2 separate regions of the Danio rerio genome follow, and region 2 is linked to region 1. A link is a contact called in public Micro-C data. All regions are on one chromosome and are shown on one strand. Each heading gives the region's core, a stretch centred on a gene start, on an enhancer-like site or on the middle of the called end of the contact. The rest is flanking DNA. Distances are from core to core; before and after follow the strand shown.

Region 1 (5,795 bases), core at 2,310-4,809:
CACACACACACACTCTACACACAGTGAAGAGTCAGTGGTTAAAGATTATTTTTGCAAAAAATACCTTAGCATTATAGCCCCAGCCTTGTGCTGTCCCGTCATTTTTCTGACAAGTGCTTCTGGAATCTACACAAGCTTACAACAGGGATTCGCCGGCCATTTGTTAAAGAAAGGATCAGAAAAGACTATTGATGTATGGGATTTTATCTGAGCTTGACAGGAACTTTTCAGTACACAGTTCATGGATCAGTTTCTTTTTCCATTTCACAAGGTGTAAGTAACTTAAGTGTGAATAAAAATGGTTGCTTTCTCTAGCTTGCAAAATATGTATTTAATTGTGTTACTTGTAAACACTACAGTTAATTATATCTGGTTAACTCTTTATATTCTCATATTGCGTCTAAAACCAAGCTAAAAACGAGACGCGTGCCACTTTCCTTACAGATTTAAACGTGTTTGTGAGCCCATGATCCTCTGCCATTTGTCTTTGCTATGGCCACAATCAGCTGTTCCTACACATGTGCGGCGATCAAGTTTTAAATTAGTTCAGCTTTTGCCACTTTGTGGATTAATACTGAATGTGTGTCACGGTTACCAATAGAGCAATATGCAGGTGTTTAACTGCATTGCTTTAATGCACTCCTGCATTGGACTCACACACACACTCTGCACTCTGACTACTTCAACAATGTTGATAAGCCGTGGTTGGCATTTCTCTCTGTCTTGCGCTGAACACAGTGGACCAATCACAGTGGACAGTAGATCACTCAGAACACCCCAGCAACCCCAGATGAACACATTCATTCAAATGAGTCTCTACACAGCTCCTACATTAGACATCCTCCACAGGGATTTGGGGCCATGTGTGTATTAGGGATAACTAACATAAATAATATTTGAATATGCATCAGTACATTGCTTAATGCATCAGTTGAAAGGATGCGAAACTACAACCGTTAACCCTAGGGGATGAGCGAAAACACTACACTCTGGAGAAAAGGAGATGGAGAAACATGTTGGATTGGTTCAAAGACGTGATGAACGGATGAAAGGAGAAGGAGAAGACTCCACCGAGCAGATGGGCCAAGTCAAATCTCTCTCCGTTTCTCCTGTGAAAGCTATTCTGACTGGCCCTGGAGAGGCTGATGGTGCTTATGTGGAGCTCATGCTGAGAGATTTGCACAAGAATGCCAATCTCATACCTGCACACTCCAAACACCACGATCATGCTTTAAATGAAGGGTGTGCATGTTTCTTTGATGCAATGTGCTTTTTTTCCTCAATTAAAAAAAGGGGAATTGGGGTGTGGATTAGTGGAGGCGATCGGTAAGTGAAAGGGGGGGTTTGGGGATGGAGGCGATCGGCTTCCTGTGGTTTGTCTGCCCTGTATAGAAGTTTGTTATCCACTTAATTGTATACAAAGTCTTAGGAGCAAAAACAGAAATATAAGAAGATTGTAAACCAAGATTAGAAAGGTAAAGGCTAGCCAAGCAGCATCCTTAAGAAAGTTCCAGAAAGTGGACCATGTGTCAAAACACATTTATTTTTATTTTTTTTGTAAATCAAGTAGTTTTTCCAGTGGTACAGTATGTGTTGTTGCCTGGCTTAACCACATGTGGACTGATGTTGCAATATGCTTGTTCATGTGTCCATCATTTCATATACCTCAAAAGAAGAAGGTTTTTTTTTTTTTTTAGAAATATGCATTTTCAGAACAGGTTTAAGTTGAAATATTTCCAAGTGTATTATCCAAATATGTCTAACAGCGTGAAACTTAATGTGCTGTGACGTTCAATCATGTGCTGAGAGAGTGTGTTTTTCTGCAATGTCACAAAGCATCAATCCATCACCGGTTTTTAGTCTGAGCGGTTCCAGAAATCAGGTAAGACAAAAACGGAATGCAAAAAATAAAGTGAACAAGATCATAACAGGGTGAGAATGTGGTAAAATCCGAGAACGTGTTAAAATCAGACGAGGCCTTTTTTTTTGGATGGCTTTTGTAAATTAGTTAGTTGTTGTTAGTTGGTTAAGGGAAGTAAACGGGTGGGCGGGTCAATTGGTAAAATTGGTTGAGTTTAGGGAAGGAGAAGGGTGGGTCAGTCGATTGGCCGGTCGCACAGTCAATCATTTAGACAGACGGTTGGAGGCTAGTGGCCTCTGGTGGGTTTACACGAGAACATTGTGGGCGCGAACGGCACTCGTGAGACAAATTTAAGATACGAAAGAAAAGCACAAAACAGTCTCTCGTTGATTGGCTAAAACAAAAAACTGCAAAAATATGTACCTCCCAGGATGCATTTCACGGTCCCCAGAAACGTCCACCTTTACAATTTTATACAATAATTTTATAGGGGCTTATAATTCTGATTTCTGTTTCTTGATCTGTTCTGAATAATTTATGTCTGGTGTTTCAGCGATAGCGAAGCTGAATATTCAGCATCATTACTCTAGTGTTCAGTGTCACGTGATCCTTCAGAAATCCTTTGAAATTGCTTCTCTGTAATCATTTATTAATATTAAAACTTTAGCTTTTTAACAAAAAATTGTCACATAAAAGTTATATTACAAAAAAGATGCATCTTTTAAATGTTTGACTTTTAATCAACAGAAAGACAAAAAACTAATTAAATTCGCAACAATTTACAACTATTTTTTAAAATAATAAAAAATTATAACAATAAAAAACATCAACAACAACAAATAATACACAAGATAAAATACATAATAATAATAATAATAATAATAAATAATAATATAATAATAATAATGATATAATAATAATAATAATAATAAATAGTAATATAATAATAATAGTAATGATAATTATAAAATAATAAAAAATAATATAATAATAATAATAATAATAATAATAATAATAATAATAATAATAGTAATAGTAATAATAATAATAATAATAATAATAATAATAAATAATAATAATAATAACAATAATACAAACATTTAAAAAGTTTTTTAGGTTTACTTTTGATAAAAAAGTAAAAATTTAAAAGAATAAACATTTTGTAATATTTAAAGTCTCTGCTTTATTGAATTGAACTGAACTGTAAGAAAGAAAGAAAGAAAGAAAGAAAGAAAGAAAGAAAGAAAGAAAGAAAGAAAGAAACAAACAAACAAACAAACAAACAAACAAACAAACAAACAAAGAGAAAAGAATGACAATTATCAGCTAACCATCACTGACCACTGCTGCATCCCACTTAACCAAAACATAGCTACTAATATCTGAGTAGCTCTAATTAAAAATGATCCACAGCTACAAACATTTTAATACACGTATCATGCTCCTTCATTAACACACCTTAATGAATCCCTCTGAACTACAAAGCACTGCTTACTTCACAAGACACATCTCACCCCATCAGGATATAACAATGAAATCAATGTTTACAAGCCCACCCTACATAACACTGATAAAGATGCCAATTAACTGAGAGAGAGAGAGAGAGAGAGAGAGAGAGACACAGGGATTATGAACTTCATGCCTCACGCCTTGGGCAACAAGGAACCCCAATAAAAAGGCAGCCCTCGGCCCCCAAAAACCATCCCCCACACACATACACACACACACATGCACAATCACTCGGGGCAGGGGTTGTGATAAGCCAGACTGAACAACTTCAATTAGGACACAAAGGATCCCCCCCTCACAGCAAGCTGCCGGCACTAAACCCAACACAAAGAGCACTATCCACACACACACACACACACACACACACACACACACACACACACACACACACACACACACACACACACACACACACACAAACAAACACTAGGGCTGGACAAACAAAAAATGTATTATTTTATTGAGTTTTTAAAGTGGTCGGTTCAATATTAATATTCGAAAATTGCGTATTAAAATTTTCAGTTCTATATTCAGTATTTTGGGGGTTTTGAAAGTGTGTAACGCACTAGAGTACATCAAAGGAAATGTGGTAGGGCTGAGCAATCTATAATGTCAACTGACATCGATTTCTCTGTACAGTTTATTTGCAAACATCCATGCAGACAGCCATATAATGACATCTGATGAGTCATTAAAATGTGAAAGAGACTGACAGGCGTCTTTCTTCAGTGCAAGCACCAGAAGCTCCTGAAATGCACATCTTGCTGAGTATTCATGTAAACAAACCATCACAGTCGTGTCTAAGTTTAATTAATTAATTAATTAATTAAATTTTTTCATGTACATCTTAAAGTGACAGCACAGCAGCTTAAGTGTATATACTGTATTAGAGCTGCAGGATATTGGAAAAAACTGACATTGCAATATTTCGTTTTTCTGTGATATATTGCGATATGAATATAACTTCAAAGTCAAAATCAAAGATGACTCTATTTGGGAAAAAAATCATGATTTTATTTTGATTGGGATGATTTGTAGGGAAGTGTATAACTGCATTCAGATGTCCAAAATAATATTTTACACACACACACACACACACACACACACACACACACACACACACACACACACACACACACACACACACACACACACACACACACACACACATATATATATATATAAAATCAATAGCATTTATAAAAAACTTATATAATCACTGAATTAAATCAAGAACTGAATCAAATCAAATGCCCTGAAATCCATTTAATATGAACAAACATACAAACAAAAAACAAACAAAAAAACAAATAAATGAATGAATAAAACCACAAGCCACACACACAAAAAAATCTAAATGGCTATATCGACAAAACAAAAAACAACAGACCATCCCATAAATAACAAAAAAGTCAAACAAAAACACAACAAAAAATGTTAACACAAACAGAAAACAAAAAAACAAACATTAAGCAAGCAACTAAAACAGGACATCAGAAACAATAAAATATAGGCCACGATAGAACTAAACAAAACTAACAAAACTAAAACAAACAAACCAACAACCAAAAATGCAACACCAAAAACTAACACAAGGGGAAAAAAAATTATATATATATATATATATATATATATATATATATAATTTTTAAGACAAAAATACATACAGTTTGCGTATGAATCTGTGATGTTGAGCATTTCAGATCACCTGCTTAAACACTTATAATGCGCATATACTCATAAACATGCAGTCTAATGTCTCGCCAGAGGTCGATTGAAGTCAGACCCTCAGAAAACACCCTAAAGACCGCCTATTAAAGCTCTGTCTCTTGCCAAGTCTGTGTTCATGTGGGCATGTAAACGTGTGCGCTTCACGCGAGCACAAAGCCATCTCTGCTCCATCCACTTGTGTTGGCCCATGAGACTATTAAAAGTGACAGAACCTTAAAACAAAGGCAGAATAATATAGGTCAAACACTCAGAAAAAACACAGGCAGAAGTCCTTATGTGTGTGTGTTTGTGTGCTTACATGTGTGTAAGGCAGAGATAAGTAGCAGTTCATCAAATATGGATCTAGCATAAGACACTCACACACTCAGACACACACACACACACACACACACACACACACACACACACACACACACACACACACACACACACACACACACACACACACACACACACACACACACACACACACACACACACACACACACACAGTTCTTTCTTTGTTTCTGGATGAAGGCCAAACAGGACATCATTAAACACAACAGGGGCTAGTAAAAGAGTGATGTGCTACACAAATTTGGCACAGAGAAGAATCATATTACACACAAAGACACACTCATTATTAAAATGTTCATATAAACTACAACAAATTTTAATTAAACTGATGAGTGTGCGGATAATAAAAATTCTGGTT
Region 2 (5,795 bases), core at 2,688-5,187, 130 kb before region 1:
ATTGACACTCATGACTGATTTTGGAGTGTATATGAAAAAAAATGCAACAGTATTTCTGAATCCAGCCACAGTTCAGCAGAGGAAGTGTGGAATACATACAACAGCCTTGCCTTTTTTGACAGTGACTTCCTCCAGCTCTTCTGACTGGGGTTTTTGTACAGTATGCAAGAGGTGCAGGACAGATGCCTTTGAAACAGTGTCAGTGTCCACACATAAAAACAAACAGCCAAGATCAGAAACTCTGCCCTGCCTTGCAAAGGGAATAAAAGCAGCCTTTTCATGGCACTGGCTATCGGGAGAGTGGAACCAGATTGTAACCTAGATTTCTGGGGGAAAAAAAACTATTTGGACTTGAGCGTGATGGAACGAGAAAAGAAAGAGAGGAACAAAGAAACTGGGGTATAGTGAGTTTAAACAAAAACTACTGTGACGAGGAGCTGAAGGCATTTAACTGGAAACAGAAGGGAAAGGAACAGGAGTAAAGACGATAGACTGTACAGTTTGTAGTCAGAGGAAGACAAATGACAAACAGTTAAAGGCAAAATTGATAGATTTCCTGTGAATTTTTTAATACAAAGAAGATTTTTCCCAAGTCATGATTTAACAGATTCAACAGAAATGTTCACAGTATTCAACAATATTTCTTTCTTCTAGAGAAAGTCTCATTTCTTTTAGTTTGGCTGAAATAAAAGCAGCTTTTGAGTTTTTAAAATCAATTTTTAAGGTTGATAGTAATTGTGATTGAAAAGTGGTTTGAAAAGTGATTGCAAATAAATCATAATCTAATCATGACAAACTATATATCATTGGAAAGGTCTAACTCTTCTAAAAACATATTTTACTGTTGTTTTTTATTATTAATAAGGAAGAGTAATAGATCAAAATTAATTTACTCTCACCCTTTAACCTGTTTATAACCATTTGCAGTTACATATTTAAATTAAACTATAATATTATAGTCTAAACAAAGCAATTATGACAGGCTATATATCATATTAAAGCTTAAAATGTCTAGGTTCCATATCTGGTGACAAATTTCTGATAGATATTTACTGAGCAACAATTATTAACTTGTGATAAGCATACTCTTAATCATTACTTTTCTACAGCAATCCGCATTTACAATTTAAAAAGTATATATTTAAGAGGCAAAATTCAAATGAAATACCACCAAGCTGCCCATACTACTTTAGAATTGTATGCATACTTTACACAAATTGTCAAAAGTATATATATAAAAAATATATATATGGTTCATGTTTTTCAAAACATACATAGAAATAGACCATCTGGTGGTCATGTTTGGTACTGCAGCCAAACAAAATTTTACTGAAAGCTCGTTTTGTAAGATACTAACTTTATATTTGGAATATAAATTATTTAGATATTTAGCTTTGATTGTCTCTGACATTTGGGCTAAAACTTATTTTCTAAAATACTTACTTCATGTAATTTTTAAACAATAAATGTATTGTTTTATTTTTCCATAACCTTTTAATTTTTCTAACTTCTTAAACTTAGCTTCACTTTAGCTACAATAAGACAAGTGTCTTCTTTAAAATGAGACCTAGGGTAAATTTATGCACCAAAAGTTTGAAGACTGGCAATTATTTAAATCGAACATGTCGTTTTCATGTCTATGGTGACAGTTAGGATCTATTTTTCCCAAATGGCCACAGAACAAACACCTTGACTTGCATAAATAAACTAACCTAACTAGTTAACCAAAAAAGTTAAGCTTAAAGTTAAGCCTTTAAGTTGTACTTTAAATTGAACACTAGTATCTTGCGAAATACTTAAAAAAAAATATATGATGTGCTGTTAAGCTTGACAAAGATAAAAGAAATGAATTATTGAAACTATTATGTTTATTATGTTTAAAAATGTGTTGAAAAAATTCTGAAAAAATTGATATCACTGCTACTCTGTACTACAGTAACTTCTGTCAAAAGCACTACATCAGTAATCAGAGAGCTGTTCCAGTAAACATATGTGTCTCTTACCATCTTTGTTGCTGGTGACGGGGATGTTGTGAACAGTTCTGAGTTTAAAACATGAGCCGGTTAACACTTGCAGCTCTACTGAACTCAACACACATGCCTGCAGGTCTGAAACACACAAACACACACTATGAACTAAACACAGCTGTGATATTATCATTTTAGTGACACTGCTATGCTTTTTGAAAAAAAAAAAACTTTTATTACCTTTTTACTTCTTTTCTTACTATAAAATCAAGAAGCGTTTTCTAGACTAGCAAAAAATATTGTCTTGTTTTAGGAATTACACAAAAATTTGTGATTTTTTTCTTAAGACAAGCAAAATAATCTATTATCAAAAGGAAAAACAACATTATTTTGCTTACCCCACTAGCAGATTATTTTGCTTGTCTTAACCCTTTGACTGCCTGCTCTACCAAATGCTTGACCATATTTCGTCTGTTTTAAATACTGTTAAATTCATTTAAAGAATGACTGTTATATAATGGTTTACACGCACAGCATTGTTGGCTTACAAAAAAAAAAAATTTAAAAATCAAACAAAAATGATGGTGTTGCACTACTACACTTGATTTGGGTTTTATTGTAAAAAAAATATAATAATAAATAACAAGAAAAAAACAAGAAAACATGTTAAATGAGAATCTAAAATATTTTATGGCATACTTGAAAATGTTTTTTTTTTTATATATATTTAAGAAAACAAAAATGGTCTTACACTTCATATTTTCAGATTTTTTATAGTAAATGTATTAATTCCGGTACATTTACCATAAACTGACACATCAACCATTTGGTCAATATTTTAGAAACTATGGGATGTGTTGAAAAACAAAATGTATTGTGTGTGATAACTAGTGGCATTAGCAGTTAAGAAATGCAATCAAATTTTTTATTGGTGGGGAAGTTAAATGGTTATGGAAAAACTCATTCATTCATTTTCTTGTCGGCTTAGTCACTTTATTAATCTGGGGTCACCACAGCGGAATGAACCGCTAACTTATCCAGCAAGTTTTTACGCAGCAGATGCCCTTCCAGCCGCAACCTATCTCTGGGAAACATCCACACACACATTCACACACACACTCATACACTACAGACAATTAAGCCTACCCAATTCACCTGTACCGCACGTCTTTGGACTGTAAGGGAAACCGAAGAACCCGGAGGAAACCCACGCGAAGGCAGGGGGAACATGCAAACTCCACACAGAAACGCCAACTGAGCAGAGGTTCGAACCAGTGACCTTCTTGCTGTGAGGTGACAGCACTACCTACTGCGCCACTGCCTCGCCCGGAAAAACTCATTTTGGCATATTATTTCTCAAAACAAGAATTTTTTATTATTGTCTAAAAAAAAGCTTCTTGATTTAAGAATTTGTGGATAGAAACCAGACAAAAACAATAAGTAGGATTTTTCTTTTTCTTATCTTTTCTTTCTTTTTTTTTTTTTTGCAGTGTAGCAGTTGTGGAAAGTTTTAAAGATTAAAGTGCATAATAAATAGATTTTTTTTCCCAAAAAAAGCTTATTTGCTTCTCCAACTTTCTGGTTTAATTCTTGACCACAACCAATAACTAAGACGTTTAGCTCAATAAAGTACTATTTTGCTACTTATTATTAATTAGTAAAGTAGTAGAGGTTTAGGTATTGGGTTGGATTAGGGATGTAGAATAAAAATATACTTAATAAATAAAACAATATCTTAATAAACTGGTAATAACCCAGTAGTAAAAAGTGGCACTTAAATTAAAGTGCAAACAAAATTCACAAATAAATTAATATTACCTAAGATTTCAGCACTGCATTTTCAGTAGTGTGATGCTCTTTGATATACTCATAGAATTATTCAATATTACATTTTGCAAATAATAATAGAAAACAATAATAATCCTGCAAAACAAGGCCCTCTAGTGGAGACCTATAGATTTAAACACTGAGCAGTACTGGAGTGGCTTATGGATTGTGTCATTTTGTAATGATAATGTGCCGCTGTAGTGGAGAACAATTCTGTATTTAAATAGGACAAGTAATCTAACCTTTCTTCTGCAGTTTCTGAATGCTTTCCCTCCATTCCGACCTCTCATAATCTGAGGACAGCAGGAACAGGTAGCTCTGAACAGAGCGAGGAGAGAGAGAGAGAGAGAAAAACAGTGAGTTTAAGAATAACAATGTCTCCCTCTATTGGTAAGCCATGAACAACAAAAGTACAACCATAAAGTAAGATAATTCATTTTTTCTTTTCCTTTTTATCATTCATTCATTCATTCATCTATTTATTTATTACCCTCAATCTTTTTTGTTTTGTTGTTTCTATTTGTGCACTTTTGTAACACCAACTCTATATCGGTGTCTCATTTCAGAGGCTGCATCTTCTGAAGGATGCATTTGAAGGGCACTGCGTCATGACAAAGGCTGTCTCATATCAAAAAAATTGAAAGCTCCTTCAAATCCAGCCTCAAAATGTGTCCTTAGTTTCCCAGGTAATGGGTGATTACAACCGGTGGGTCCTTTGCAGCCTTGAACATCCCAAGATTCATTGTGCACTGTTAACAGCAGGACGTTTTTAAAAGAAAACTCCGGATTAAATGTATAAATTAGGTTTCATTTAGCTTGGATATTTAAACACATGTTAAAACGCAAAAAATGTATGACATGTTTTATTAAAAGGTGATTTTATAGACTGTTTACATTTTTATGTGTACATGTATGGATCAAAGGAAATATATTTTCAGCTTTTGTAAATCTTGCTTTGCCTTCAGATCATTTAAAATTTTAAAGATCAATACAAATTTTATTACAGCTTATTAACGGCAGCTAGGTGACGAGATCTGTTTCTGTAGACTAGATCATCTCATTTCATAACACTCAGCTTGTGTGGATTTCGAAGGACTCACCTTTGAAGTCTGAAATGAGACGCAGCTTATATTTATTGGATTTTTGAATATGCAATTATGGCTAATTTTATTGTTAATAATATTAATAATAATAATATTAATACATTCATCAATTTTCTTTTTGTCTTGGTCCCTTTATTAATCTGTGGTCGCCACAGCGGAATGAACGGGATGCCTTTTCAGCTGCAATCCATCACTGGGGAAAAAAATTATAAATAAATAAAAAACATAAATAATAATAATAATAATAATAATAATAATAATAAATAATAATAACAATAAAGTAAGATATAGTTCACACAAAAAATGAAAATCGGATGTTAATTCACTCATTCTGAGCTCGTTCAGGGCATTGGTGGCCTTTTCTTCAGAAGAACATGAACATTTTTTTAACTAAATTTGTAACAGTTGGCATTGGTGACTCATAAAATGCTTTAAGTTTGAAAATAACAATGTATACTATGACACATTGTATTAAATTGGGACTTTGTTATGTGAACCAATAAGTCTGTGTACGAAACTGAACATTATTTACAGCGTTATTACCTATAATCCACAGCCTTGGCAATTTGGAGTGTGTTTCCTGCAGCATAATGAGAGATGCAAACTTTAGCTAGCACTGTTTATGTACTGAGGGGGTAGGAGAGATGATGTATTGCTCATCAAAATGAACCAAACTTATCTTGCATATTGCAACCTTTAAAATAAAGTAAGATTAAGTTTGTGTATATATGCTCCAGACTGATGCAAATGTGTTCAGGGGCATTTGCAGAGGCTGTGGAGTAAATCTAATATAATGTATACATAATGGTTGGTGCCTTTAGAGAATGATTGTTTTGCTTTATCAGGAAAATACACTTGTATTTTGTTTTGCCTGTGCATGTTTTTTTTTAAGGAATAT

What was found. A called contact is a pair of places that touch in the nucleus more often than the background predicts.
Region 2: a Micro-C map of caudal fin shows a contact between it and region 1, with 4 times the contacts expected there. The contact joins two enhancer-like sites. A contact is called at or near these places in 3 of 18 Hi-C or Micro-C datasets (caudal fin, skeletal muscle and an unstated tissue).

Annotation. Positions count from the first base shown.
Region 1 is chr5:68,329,700-68,335,494 of GRCz12tu, reverse strand. All of the region lies in intron 1 of abr (ABR activator of RhoGEF and GTPase), which reads right to left. Among named protein-coding and RNA genes, the nearest start is that of abr, 39 kb to the right of the region's middle. Within about 2 kb of position 3,559, at least 20 of the 62 cell types and tissues checked have an H3K27ac peak or open chromatin away from gene starts, as enhancers often do.
Region 2 is chr5:68,460,588-68,466,382 of GRCz12tu, reverse strand. abr (ABR activator of RhoGEF and GTPase) reads right to left here. Exons shown (of 23, transcript NM_001368694.1): 12 at 4,037-4,112; 13 at 2,004-2,108. Among named protein-coding and RNA genes, the nearest start is that of abr, 170 kb to the right of the region's middle. Within about 2 kb of position 3,937, at least 3 of the 62 cell types and tissues checked have an H3K27ac peak or open chromatin away from gene starts, as enhancers often do.